3 separate regions of the Mus musculus genome follow, and regions 2 and 3 are each linked to region 1. The links are chromatin contacts, called in public Hi-C and capture Hi-C maps. All regions are on one chromosome and are shown on one strand. The core of a region is the stretch at or near the end of the contact, and the rest is flanking DNA. Distances in the headings are between cores, read along the strand shown. Region 1 holds the start of Cd83 (CD83 antigen). Region 2 overlaps Gm33489 (a long non-coding RNA gene). Region 3 holds the start of Mcur1 (mitochondrial calcium uniporter regulator 1).

What was found. Hi-C and Micro-C count contacts between places; a contact is called where the count stands out from the background. Capture Hi-C pulls out chosen DNA fragments and counts their contacts.
Region 2: a Hi-C map of uterus shows a contact between it and region 1, with 2.0 times the contacts expected there. The contact joins the enhancer-like site here to the promoter of Cd83 in region 1. A contact is called at or near these places in 2 of 39 promoter capture datasets (embryonic stem cells and hippocampal neurons) and 2 of 484 Hi-C or Micro-C datasets (cortical glia and uterus).
Region 3: a capture Hi-C map of macrophages shows a contact between it and region 1, with 3 times the contacts expected there. The contact joins the promoter of Mcur1 here to the promoter of Cd83 in region 1. A contact is called at or near these places in 4 of 39 promoter capture datasets (cranial neural crest, embryonic stem cells, hippocampal neurons and 1 more), 2 of 484 Hi-C or Micro-C datasets (muscle stem cells and natural killer cells), 4 of 115 datasets of contacts at active chromatin or transcription factors (CD8 T cells, bone marrow-derived dendritic cells, memory CD8 T cells and 1 more) and 3 of 9 other capture datasets (adipose tissue, embryonic stem cells and macrophages).

Annotation. Positions count from the first base shown.
Region 1 is chr13:43,782,775-43,786,810 of GRCm38.p6, reverse strand. It overlaps Cd83 (CD83 antigen), which reads right to left and starts at 1,699. Exons shown (of 5, transcript NM_009856.3): 1 at 1,561-1,699; 2 at 1,344-1,465. The coding sequence starts at 1,597.
Region 2 is chr13:44,025,184-44,029,219 of GRCm38.p6, reverse strand. The region is part of intron 1 of Gm33489 (a long non-coding RNA gene); the gene reads left to right. Among named protein-coding and RNA genes, the nearest start is that of Gm33489, 18 kb to the left of the region's middle. Within about 2 kb of position 2,144, at least 29 of the 459 cell types and tissues checked have an H3K27ac peak or open chromatin away from gene starts, as enhancers often do. A contact at or near this core is called in uterus, where this site is marked.
Region 3 is chr13:43,558,391-43,562,426 of GRCm38.p6, reverse strand. It overlaps Mcur1 (mitochondrial calcium uniporter regulator 1), which reads left to right and starts at 2,236. Exons shown (of 9, transcript NM_001081059.3): 1 at 2,236-2,658. The coding sequence starts at 2,301.

The sequences.
Region 1 (4,036 bases), core at 450-2,949:
GACTCCGGTTTACTGAGCTCAGACAGAAGAAAAGAGAAACAAGAAAGAAAGGGGCGGGGACACACACACACACACACACACACACACACACACACACACTGTTCTACACAGCAGTGGCCTGAGATCTCCATGGTATCACCTCCTTCCTGACACAAACTTAGATTCAGTAACAGGGTGGACCCTGGGCGCTGGGCAGAGTGCAGAGTGCACAGGGAAGTCATTATCTTTGGGGAATTAACACTTCAGTTGGTTGAGTTGTTTGGGTTTTGCTTTGATGCTTAGTATTTCAAACCTTCGGACTTTGTGTGTGTTGGGCAAGCCTTGCACCGCTGAGCTGCCACCCTCCTTCCCCCCAGGCCAGACAAGTGGCTAAAGTGGGTAAACACACCACCACACACATACACATACACACACACACTTCCCATTCTGCCTCGCACGTTTAAACTTCTCATAACATCATTCTTTGTGGGAAGAAGGCAGTCCCGTGTTTCTTGAAAACTGAGAGCATACAGAGGCTTCCTCCTCAGAGCCACCCCCGGGGGGGATTTAATTCATGTTGCCTTCAGATGGAGGTGGCCTCTCTCAGAACCTCGCTGAAAGCCGAGGTGCAAAGGAACCTCGCTGAAAGCCGAGGTGCAAAGGCCGGCTCTATTAAATTACAGCAGCTGGGCTTTAAAATACCAGAGGAATTACAATGTTGGAGTCTGAGGGCTCTCACTGAAAGGAAACCTTTCAAATGTCTTGCTGCGTGCAACTCAATTTCCCACCACAGAAGCAGAGATGCGGTCTCTCCTGTTTGGGCCTCGGGCTCCAGCACATTTCTAAGGAAATCTTCATTCTTGGCCAGACCCGACCCCTCAGAGGCTTCCATGAAGAAGCAAGGTGGCAGACGAGCCAATAGCGAGCCTTAGCTGAAAAGAGATGATCGCTCCTAACTACCTCTTGTGGCCAGCCTAAGCCACCTGAGACCCTCTTTGAGATGGTGCCATGGTCACAAGGCACAAGAAATCAGGAGTCTAGGGACATGCTCCCGGTCCCATGCCCAAATCTAGGCCCATGTTGCTTTCACTGCAGCTCTCTGGCTGCACCCACAGGTGCCCTGTAACATGGATCCAATCCCTTGGAAACCTCTGGTGGGATCATTCACGCCAAGCCGCTTTTGATCATGATCTGTATCCTAACATAAGGGAGCGTGGGCCATGGATGCGGATGAAGGGAGGTGGGAGAAAATGGGGTATCAGAATGGTTGGAGTGCCCAATCCAGGGCCCCTGGAGACCCGGTCTCTCACGTGCCTGTTTCCACTGTCCCTGCAAGGGACCGCGCAAACCCCAGTGGAGCTTACCTTGGCCCAGGACACTGCATAGGAGAGCTGCGGGTCCCAGGGCGCTGTGCAAGGCAAGTCGGCGGTCTCGGAGCAAGCCACCGTCACCTCCCGCATCGCCATCGCGGGTGCCAGGCTGCAGGCTACAAGAGAGAGGGGGGAGAAACAGAGCGGCGTAAGCAAGGCCACCGAGGCGGGGTCGCGGGTAGCACCGAGCGATCGGGCTTGGGGGCCGTACCGCAGCCTAGAAACAGGAGCTGGAGGCCTTGCGACATGGCTGGAGCGCTGCGACACTGTCCGGGCCGGCCCCCTGGGCGCGCGCCGTGCTCTTGTACCCGCGCTTGGGACTTCCCCGCGCGCCGGCCCCGGGGACTCCCCAGTCGGAGGAGGCGGGTAGCCTGGTCCCCGCCCCGCGCGCGTCCCCAAGTCCGCGTTGCTGCTGCGGCTGGCCAGCGGCAACAAGCAGCTCCGCGGAACCGCCCCGCGCCCTGAGGCTTCGGAAGCCGCGATGGCACGCGCCACCCCAGCTAGATGACCCTCAAACCCATCGAGTGGGTCATGCAGATTCAGATAGGGTGGGCAGCTTCCTCTGAAACCCAGGGCTGTGGCGACCTGCTACTCTCCAGATTTTGTGATAGGGACAGACACCCTAGGCTTCCTGAGAAGTGGCAAACGCCTGCAGTCCTTGGCTTGCTGCCTTCTTTCGGGTTATCGCTCGGCCTTGTTTACGTTGTTTGAGCAAGGGAGATCTTTTTATACTAAAGCATTAATTACACACATGCTCATAAGTCTTTTAGAAAACAATGTCTAAAAGAATCTTGAGTCCATCTGCTTTGCATCTGCTCCCCAAGGCTCAGGGACCAGGGGGAAGACAGGACAGAAAGATTTTAAGTGCCAGAGATCTGGAAGGAGAACGGTGTCTGCTGGACATGACTCTGAAGTCACAGGAGCAGTGATGATTTTCACATGCTCAAGGCAGGCAACCTTTCAGCATACTGGGGGAAGGGATTCACAATTGCCCACCCCTAACTGGGGAGCTATGGATAGTTGGCGGCTATGGAGGAGGGAGACCACCCTCCCCCCACAGGTCAATCATTCTCCAGTGGACGCCCACATCCAGAAGTGTATGGCCATCTCAAATTAGATTTTTCTTTTAAATAGATCAAATCACCTCTAATTCCCAGAAGCAACCCCACTTAACATTTTGGTGTACTGACTATTCTATGTCTGTACCCTTATACAGCATTCTAATACTGTTCCCTTCCCATTATCTTTTTCATCCTGTGTTAGCTTAGTTTAACAGTTTACGAGCAGTTTCACAATACTAAAAATAGTTTCAGCAACTGCTTGGTGGCTGTGCCATATTCCATTGGGCCACAAATTAGAGCCCATTAGGTAGTGTTGGGCACTTGGATGGCTTTTTTACTTTATTATTTTTTCCTTCAGATATGAAGGCATTTTGTTTTTACCAAGTCCACCCCCCACCTCCCCAACTCCAACTCCTCCCAGATCCCTCCCTCCATCTCCCTCCCAAGTTCATGTTCTCTCTCAATCTCTCATATATATTACATATATACATATATATACACATATGCATATGCAAATATACATATATACATCATATAATCATTATACATCATATATACATCATATGCACGTATACATGTACATATATACATATACATCACATGTACATATTTATCATATATACATTTATACATCATATATACATTATATATACACACACACACATATCCTAGCAAATCCAATTGGTCCTGCCCATTGCATGTGAGGGTAGGTCTGTGCATTGTAGCATGGCAACCTATCAGGGGTCCCATTTCTGAAGGAAGCTATAGGAATGCCCACTTATACACAGGTATAAGGTAGGGAAAAGGTGATTCTCCCCCAAAGTTTACTTCAAAGGAACAGTTTGTCTTACTGGACATGCGCCCTGAACCAGTTCAGGCAGGATCAGCCATCCCACTCTCCTATTAGATAGAAGTAGCGCATGACTGAACAAAGTCTAAGTTTGATGGACGTTAAGGGGAGATAAACTTACTGCAAAGCTCTGAAGCTTGATGTGGGGTCCTAGGCTACCCACAGGTTGTTTGGAAGTAGGGGAGCTGTGCACAGTCCTGTGGGGAAGGATCGCAGGCTGCCAGGTGCCTTATTAGAAGAGGGCTGTGCAAAGTCCAAACCAAGGAAGAGTCAAGGCTGCTACACGATCCCTTCTGCTCACCTGTCACATTCATGGGGTTGAATACACCAGACAATTAGGCTCAAAGAATGAAACATTTTGGGCTGGCGAGATGGCTCAGTGGGTAAGAATACTGACTGCTCTTCTGAAGGTCCTGAGTTCAAATCTCAGCAACATGGTGGCTCACAGTCACATGTAGTGAGATATGACGCCCTCTTCTGATGTGTCTGAAGACAGCTACAGTGTACTTATGTATAATAATAAAGTCTTTGGGCGGGAGCTAGCAGGGACTGAGAGAGAGGGGCCGACTGGAGCAAGCGGGATCAACCAGAGTGAGCAGAGGTCCCAAAAACCACATGAAGACTCACAACCATCTGTACTCACATACATAAAATAAATAAATCTTTTTTAAAAGAATGAAACATTTCTGATACTTTTGAGATCCTGTGTGCCCCCCACTAGAACCCCGTCCAGCTTTGACTCCATCCTTCTGATCCTTACCTGTTAAGCGCAAAGG
Region 2 (4,036 bases), core at 895-3,394, 240 kb before region 1:
CCGAGAAGCTCTGCAGAATCTTTCAAACAGATGTTAAGGGGAAGAAGCCGTAAGTCGTTGCTGATTTATCTTTCCCTGGCACACACGAAAGAATCCCCCATATTGCCTAGTCCCTAACAAGGAACGGTATCAATAATTCATAATGTTAACTGATGATGCACATGTGACCTGAACGGTAGCGTTTACCCAGCAGCACCAGCTACCAATGTATTTATTCATTATCAAGATCCTTATTGTTTACATAGATGCTCTTCTCTCCTGCTCTTCTTTCCTTTTATACATCTTGCCTCCTTCAAGGGCATCCGAGGATGAAGATGTTGCGGTGGGGGGAAGGTGGTCATAGAATATGGCTGTCTAGTTTTGTCGAAGTATAGTCATAAAACGGGTTCTCTAATGGAGGTGGGGGATAGTAGCATGCATTGGTTGAGTTCTGTGTACTGGACATGCAACCCCTTACTCATTATAACCAGAATGCAAGGCATATGTATGACTGTACTGGAGTTTTCTGCACTTAATGGTTGGGCCTGACAAGTACAGCTATGTGTGCTAAGGAGAGATGGAGTGAAGTCCAAGAGAGATGGGGCGTGTTTACTATGACTAGCCAAGTGATCAGCTTTCACTTCCATTCGTTAAACTTGAACCCCAAAGTATGCAGGAGACGTGAGCTACTCTCCTATTCCAATGATATTCCCCTCCGTGGCATTTGTGGCTCACTTTTAATTTCTAATTAAATGTGTACTGCAGATTTTTTTCTCCCTTTAAAATAATGAAGAGTAACTGAAGGTAAGAATTTTATCATTCTTGCAGTTAGAGGACTATTTAGTCATGTTGGGCTCTCTGCGACACCCCCCCCCACCCCCGCCCCCCACACACACCTGCATAAGCCTTTGCTCAGGGTTACACTGACAAGCCTCATGAACCATGGCTCCTGTTTTGTAATCTCATCCTGATGTGGCCACACTGGCTTATTGCTTGATTCGTCTTGGTTGTCGTCTATTCTAATGACTACAGAGTTGTCCTAATAGACTGCACTTACCCAGGCACCCTTGCTGGTATAACAAACGGGCATCATCTCACTACAGAGGAGTTTCTATACCATAAAAGTATCATTCTGCGCAATTTTAGAATGGACTGATGGCCCATGTAATCTTCGTTTTCTAGTGCCAAGAATGAAGACCCAAAGAGTGGGCACGTCTGAAGTCATAAAGGAAGGCACTTGTCACTGGCCAAACTCACTCCATTTTGTGCCTCTTTGGTTCTGCATTTGCTTCTGTAACCTTTTATTCTGAGTTCTCTCGAATTTTAACAATAATAGAGCTGACCCCGAAACCTGTTTGTGACACAGGACTCATACAAACATTGGTCAAGCCTAGAGGATAGGTGTTATGCTTGCACCTCCCTAGTGCCGGTAAAAGCACTCAGTTTACTTGGTAGTAGCAATGGAACACCCGGAGTTATCAGCTGAGCAGTTCCCCCAGCCATGCTCATTTCTGTAATCAGCAGCCTGGAACAGGTGGCTAAGCCTATCCTCTCAGGGCTGCCAGAGTCCAGGTGTTTAACATAAAGTCTTCGGTTACCACCACGCAGAACATTGAGTTGGGACTTGGCAGCACCCAACGGCATCATTTTGTATTCACATTTATGCTCTGCCCAGCAGTCCCACCACCCAGCAGTCCCTCAGCCAGAAGTCCCCATACCTACTGCCTCAACCTTTGCTTGGAACTTAGACCAGTACTAAAAAACCCTGGTGTAAGAATGACAGGTGACAGGTGAACCCCTAATGACAAGTAGGGGCTTGCATTGTCTTCACTGGAGAATGTGTGACAAAGGTCATGACTGTGTTGGCGTCTAGTGATGGTGTTGGTGGTGTTGGCCAGGCTGTCAGCCTTATTTAATGTCTAAGTTACTGCCCCATGAGATGGTATTGTTGACCATTTCAGGGACTCGATTCCTCCACTCATGGGGGAACCTCCAGGAAAGGAAAGAGACCCTCAGCCAGCATATCCGATTCCGATGTCATCCTGTTGGACATCAAAACCGACTGAAGACTGTGCTGCAAAATGTTTTCCCTTTTCAGGATGCTAATGAGGGCAAGATCACACCGACGGGTGTGCGCGGCAGCAGCGGTGGCAGGCTCTGCAGAGTATTTTAATGAGCCTATCTGTAATGAGGGCTTGGTGTGCGGTTCAGTCTACACACTAGCCCGTGTTTAAAGACATTTTCCTCCTGCTCTCACCCCGTTCTCAGCCCTGGCTTTAATTCTCTTAAACACTAACATTAATTGGCCGTTAAGTAAAATAGGAGCGAGCACAATAGATTTATGATATTTTGAAAGGCTATACCAGTTCTCAAGCGCTCAGAAAAACAGGCTTGGCTTTTATGAGGCGATTATGATTTAGTGTTTTTCTCTCGCCCTGTTGAATCTGTGGGCTGCCTCTCAGACGGATCCAGGATAGCTGTCAGAGCCAAGATTTACAGTCAAACCCTTTCAACATATAAAGCACAGGAGAAAGTTTATTGTTTTGTTGTTGTTGTTTCGAAAGCAATATTTCCTTGCGCAGTTCCATGCTGCTGGGTTGGGAGGGGGGTGTCTCTCCTCCCCTCCGGAATGGTCTCTATAAATTTCTTCTCATAAGGCTGCTGGCTCATCAAAAAGTGATTGTTTTCCACAAGCAATCGCAGGAAAGCATGTCAATTTAGATAACTTCTGCCCCCTCCCCCAAGCAGGATATGTCCACCATGTCGATGTTCCGCCCATTCTCAAGTGCTCAGGAATTGCCCACCTCTGACGAGCGTGAGGAGTGAGGAGCAAATGTTATGTTTCTTCTTCCTACACAGGCTCCCAGCCTAGCTCACAGGAATACAAACCCGTAGCCCTTGCTTTCTCCTGGGACAGACCCTAGGATTTGCCTCATCTCTTCTGACATGCTAAGACTGAGGCAGTTTCCTTGTCTAGGAGTCTTCAACTGCTCCTGCCAACACTTTTTTTTTTTTTTTAATTAGTAAAACAAGTCAGAGGGTGTGTGGTCTCTAAGGACTTCCCTCTAAACGGCTAAGATCTTCTGTTTGCGATCCAACTGTGATATTTTAGCTCAAGGTGTGTGTGTGTGTGTGTGTGTGTGTGTGAGAGAGAGAGAGAGAGAGAGAGAGAGAGAGAGAGATGCTGACAGAAAAGGGGGGTGATTTAAGTGTCCCCCTTCCCCATATTTCATCCGAAGGGCACTTACTGCCCAAACTCACAGCTTTAATGGAGTTTGAACTTGCGAGTCTTTGTGTTGTGATTGTCCTGCGGCTCCAGAAAGACCATACCAAACCAAACAGTTCCACGTGAGGTTTATTGAGAGAGAAAAGGGCAAGGTGGTGGCAGAAAGAGAAGTGGGGGAAGAGAGAAAAAGAGAAAGAAAGAGAGAGAAAGAGAAAGAGAGAGAGAGATCAGAGGGACCTTCCTTTATATGTGGGTAGTGATGTAGACACAGGTAAAGGTGGGGGAGGTGAGCCAAGTGGATTCTGGGAATATGGTGGCTGTTGCCTTGGCAACAGGTATACGAGCCTCACTGTCACCTATATGTGATGTCATGGGTTTCAGAGGTCCTGATACCACACTCTGGGAAGTACTTAGCATCAGATGAGGCCATGTGGGGTGGGGTCCCATTGGGGGCAATAATGACTTGAAAAGAAGAGATCCAAATCTTGTCCCGTGACTCACTATCTTGTTAGGATGGAAAAGGTAACTACACCAGACACCAGATTTATGCTTCTCTTGGACTTCTCAGCCTCCTGAATGATGAGCCAAATAACCTTCTATGCTTTATAAATGAACTGGTCTGTGGCTGTCAGGTACAGCAACAGCAGAGGAATGAGACTATATGTCAGAGACCATGACCATAACCACACTCCTTACTCTGCCTCCTACACACTCATTAATCTTGATCTACACGGTCCTTGTAGGGACTGGCAATTTTAGCAAGATTCTCTCTCTCGCTCTCTCTCTCTCTCTCATCTCTGATATCTACTGTCTTTCTTTCACTAACCTGAA
Region 3 (4,036 bases), core at 987-3,486, 220 kb after region 1:
CACAAAGGAATATTCCAGAGAAAGGAAAATGGCCCAGCATTCTTTGGGTGGTATATGCTATTGTTACCTACAATTATTAAGCATATAAAATGTGTGGGCTTTAATGTTTGCAAATTATATGTCAACTTTAAAGACTCATGTTTATGCCACTGTCCTGTGACCATGCCTCTAACAGGGTGCATTTTATCTGTTCACTTTTCCAGTCACAAATAATGGCACATAATTTACACACTCCAGCACACATGCACACGGGAGTACACACACAGACTCTATCTTTTGTATTCTACACTGGCCTTGAACTTGCTATGCAGTCAAGAATGCACGTGAACTCCTGATCCTTCTGCCTCCACTCCAGCAAGCTGGGACTGCTCCACCACATCTAGTCTTTCCTTTGTGCATGTATTAGACCAACCTATAGGAAATTACCAAATGTTCAACACTTTTGACCTATAAAAATAAAAACTCCTTATGGTCTAAACGAATAGGTTTCTAGTGTTTCTGGATTATTTCCTTCGATTACATTTTCCGAGCTGGGTGTTGAGCAACATTCATCAACAGGAAAGGCTGTAGGTGAATATTTTGTGTTACCTGCCACTTTACAAACTGATATTTTAACCTTTTAAGTGTCGGACTTGTACCTAATTTTTAAATTATTTGCATGTTGTAGTCACCTGCACCTGTCTTCCGCATCTGTTTACACACTCCTCTGCCCAGAGCTCTGCTCTTTTATTATGGGTCCCAGCACTTTCCACATCAGTTTGTCTACATTTTTTAGCCCTTAGCTAAAAAAAGAGGAGGAGGAGGAGGAGGAGGAGGAGGAGGAGGAGGAGGAGGAGGAACGCTAAGTACTGGTCACTTCAGGAACACAACTGTTAGGTCTTAAACCCAGGACAAAGGGCTAACTAAGGTGCTTGTTTAACACCTCAAAGCGGGCCTGGCCCCTGGTTCTCTTAGCATCTGTCAGTGCTTACTACTTAACCCGATCCTTGCCCTAGTCTGCCCTCTACCCTAACGTCTCCAGTCCAGGGACTGGGCTGCCCTTCTCTTAGATGCCCTTCTTCATATAATCCAACCATTTTAGTGACCTAACCCCTTTTCTCTACCCTTTAAACTCCTGGCTCGCCTCTCTCTCCTCCTACTTCTCCCACGTGACCAGGCTCAAGGTCATGTTCAACCCTCTGGACTTTCCCAGATGTCTCTTGCCTCTGGCTATGCTTTCCCTTTTCTGGCGACTCTCTCCACCAACATACTGAGGGGCAGTCTTGTCCTTTCATTTTCTCCTCTGTCCTCCTCCCTCTCTCTCTCTTTCTCCTCCCCTCTCCTCCCCTCCCCTCCCCTCCCCTCCCCTTCCTTCCCCTCCCTCTCTCTGTCCCAGCATAGTCCCTTGTACTTGTTATTCATCCATCCAACAAACTTTCTCAAAATAACACAAAGGACCGGTAACTGCAAAGTGCAGCAGTCTTTCAAAAAGTTCGGAACTAAAACACTGCCTGTCTCAAATATCTTATTATGCCATAGTCTAGTTTAACATTCATATCCCTACTACGTTTTACGTTTCCACACTAGGACCTTTTAATGTGCTCTAACCCAAAACAAAAACTGTAGTCCCAAGTGGTGGTCCATGCCTTTAATCGCGTCAGTCAGCGGGCAAGGTCTGCTTGGTCTACATAGAGAGTTCCAGGACAGTGGAGGCTACATAGTGAAACTTTGTCTCAAAAACGAAAAGCAAAATCAAAACTGGAAATTTAGCTGTGAGTGTATGGACTCTGAAAGCATAGTTCCCTATGCCCGGTAAATAAGTCCCTAAAATACAACCCTAGGGAACTTGAGATCCCGGCTAGTTAATAAAAATCTAAGCCAGTCGAGCTTGGTCAAGAACTTCTCAAAGGTCTGCGAAGGGCAAAGGAGCCATTAACATTCTTAAGGGCAACTGCGAAATGAAACTGTAAATCGTAGGAGCCGAAAGAGCAACGTGATTCTGCAGCGGAAAATGGCTAAGGCTCACCCTAGTTCCTGTCTGGGAGACGAGGTTAGGGCAGGCCACAGGCAGGGAACAGGGGCGTGGGGATGTAAAGGCGGACCCGGCAGAGGGCAAGCCTGGAGGAGCCTGGCTGGGGCGACCAGACTAGGGGCGAGGCCAGGGAGGGCGGGGACGAGGCCCGCGGCGATGGGGAGGAGGCGTGGCGACGGCGGAAAGGGCAGGTCTGCGCGGCGGCCCACGCTCGCTCCCGAGGCGACTCGGAGTCGGGGCCGCGCGGGAGCGACCTGCGTGCGCGCTCGGGCCTGTGACCCGCTCGGGGATGGACAGCGGCTCCGTGGCGGCCGAGCGGCCGAGGCGCACACCGAGTCGCCAGCGGCTCCCGTCCTCCGGCTGCGGAGTTCCGGCGCGCCCGGGCGTCTCCACGCTGCCCGGTGGACGAAGCTGGCTGAGGCCTCGCGGACGGGCGGCCCGCGCGTCTCCGCTGTTGTTCCTCCTGCTCGTGCCCTCCCCGCGCCTGGCCGCCACCGCCACTGCCACCGCCCCGCGTAGGACGCTGGCTGAGCGCTCGCGCCCGGGGCTCGTTCTCCCCGCGGCCGCGCTCGGCGCCGGCAGGAACGCGCTGGGCCGTCTGCGGCTGGGCGCCCGGCGTGTGGCCGCGCTTGCGAGCAGCCGGAGAGGTGAGAAAGGACGGAGGGAGGGAGGGACAGCGGGTCACACAGGTGACCGGGCTGTAGCCACGCCGCCAGGGCGAGGGTTCGCAGCCCAGAGCCCCGGTGTCCTGGCTCCGGATGACACGCGTACTCGGGGCTGCCCTTGCACACCTGTTGGAGCCAGGGAAAAGTGGAAAAAGTGCTAGAAGCCGGTGCATTCAGGACCGAGGGGCGCAGATCCCTGAATGAAGAGATGACATTTCGTTTTGATTCCAAACTATTGATTCATTCATGGCCCGCTGTCGCCCATTCTCTGCCTGGCACTTTACTAGCTGTTTCGGGTAATTTGTTCAACAAAATCTTTTCTTTCCGGAGCTTACTTCAAGCAAGATATGCAGCAGGTGTTTTTCTATATGACTACACACACTTATCCATGCTAATTTTACTGTACTAATTTGACAGATAGTATAAAGAAAAATAGAGGCTTTATGTTTAGACTTGAAGAACTCTGTGCGTTTAAATTGAGTGACCAGAGCTTTGATGTGTCATTTGGGTAATTGAAGGAGGCGAGGGACACCGCTGAACTGCATAAGAAAGTAAACTAGCTGGAATGTGCTCACAGTAAATAGTAGATAAAATCTTATCGCACAGGCCAATCAGCAAACGTGGCTTAATTACTTCTTGAGTAACCTGTTTCTGGCCATTAGTGGCCATATGCACCCATGCTTTGGTTGTCTGTATTTTTTTTTCTATGAGAATTACCTGCATCTAAAATTTAAGAATACATATGGCTAGAGGAGAAACTCCTAATAGTTCTGAAAAATGAAGGACGCTTTATATGCAGATAGGAAAATGAGCAGTGAGCTTTATGCCCGAGTTTTGTAGGATTGGGAGTTGGAGATCTGTCTGGTTTCTTTTTCCCATAACTTGCCATCCTGTGTGCTCTTTTCATTGGTTCTGCCTTGAGACCAGGTGAGAACTGTGTAGCCCGAGCTGGCCTCGAACTCACAGAGATCCCTCGTGCCACCTAAGTACTGGGACTAAAGACTGGGCTACCACACCCCTGCTTGCTGTAGTTTTCACAAGCTGTTGTTGCCTGCCAATGTGTTTGCTCATAATTTATGGTTTGGGAGCAAAGAAGGAGGTTCTTTCTCGTTGTGTTAGCAAGATCGTGCCGTTTTAGTGTTAGGCTCCGTACATCTTAAGGGACACAGCAGAAACACTAGGAAACTTTCGTGCCCCCTTTTAAAGCCATCAGCACTTTGCTCCTTTATTCTTGGCCCCGGGGTTGTTAGTTTGGCTTTGTGCCTGAGGTCCACAGTGGGACAGATCTACCTCAGGATGGTGTGCCTTGAAATTTTGCAGTTGGTTTCTAGCCTATTCAAGGGTATCTTTGGACTTCTTT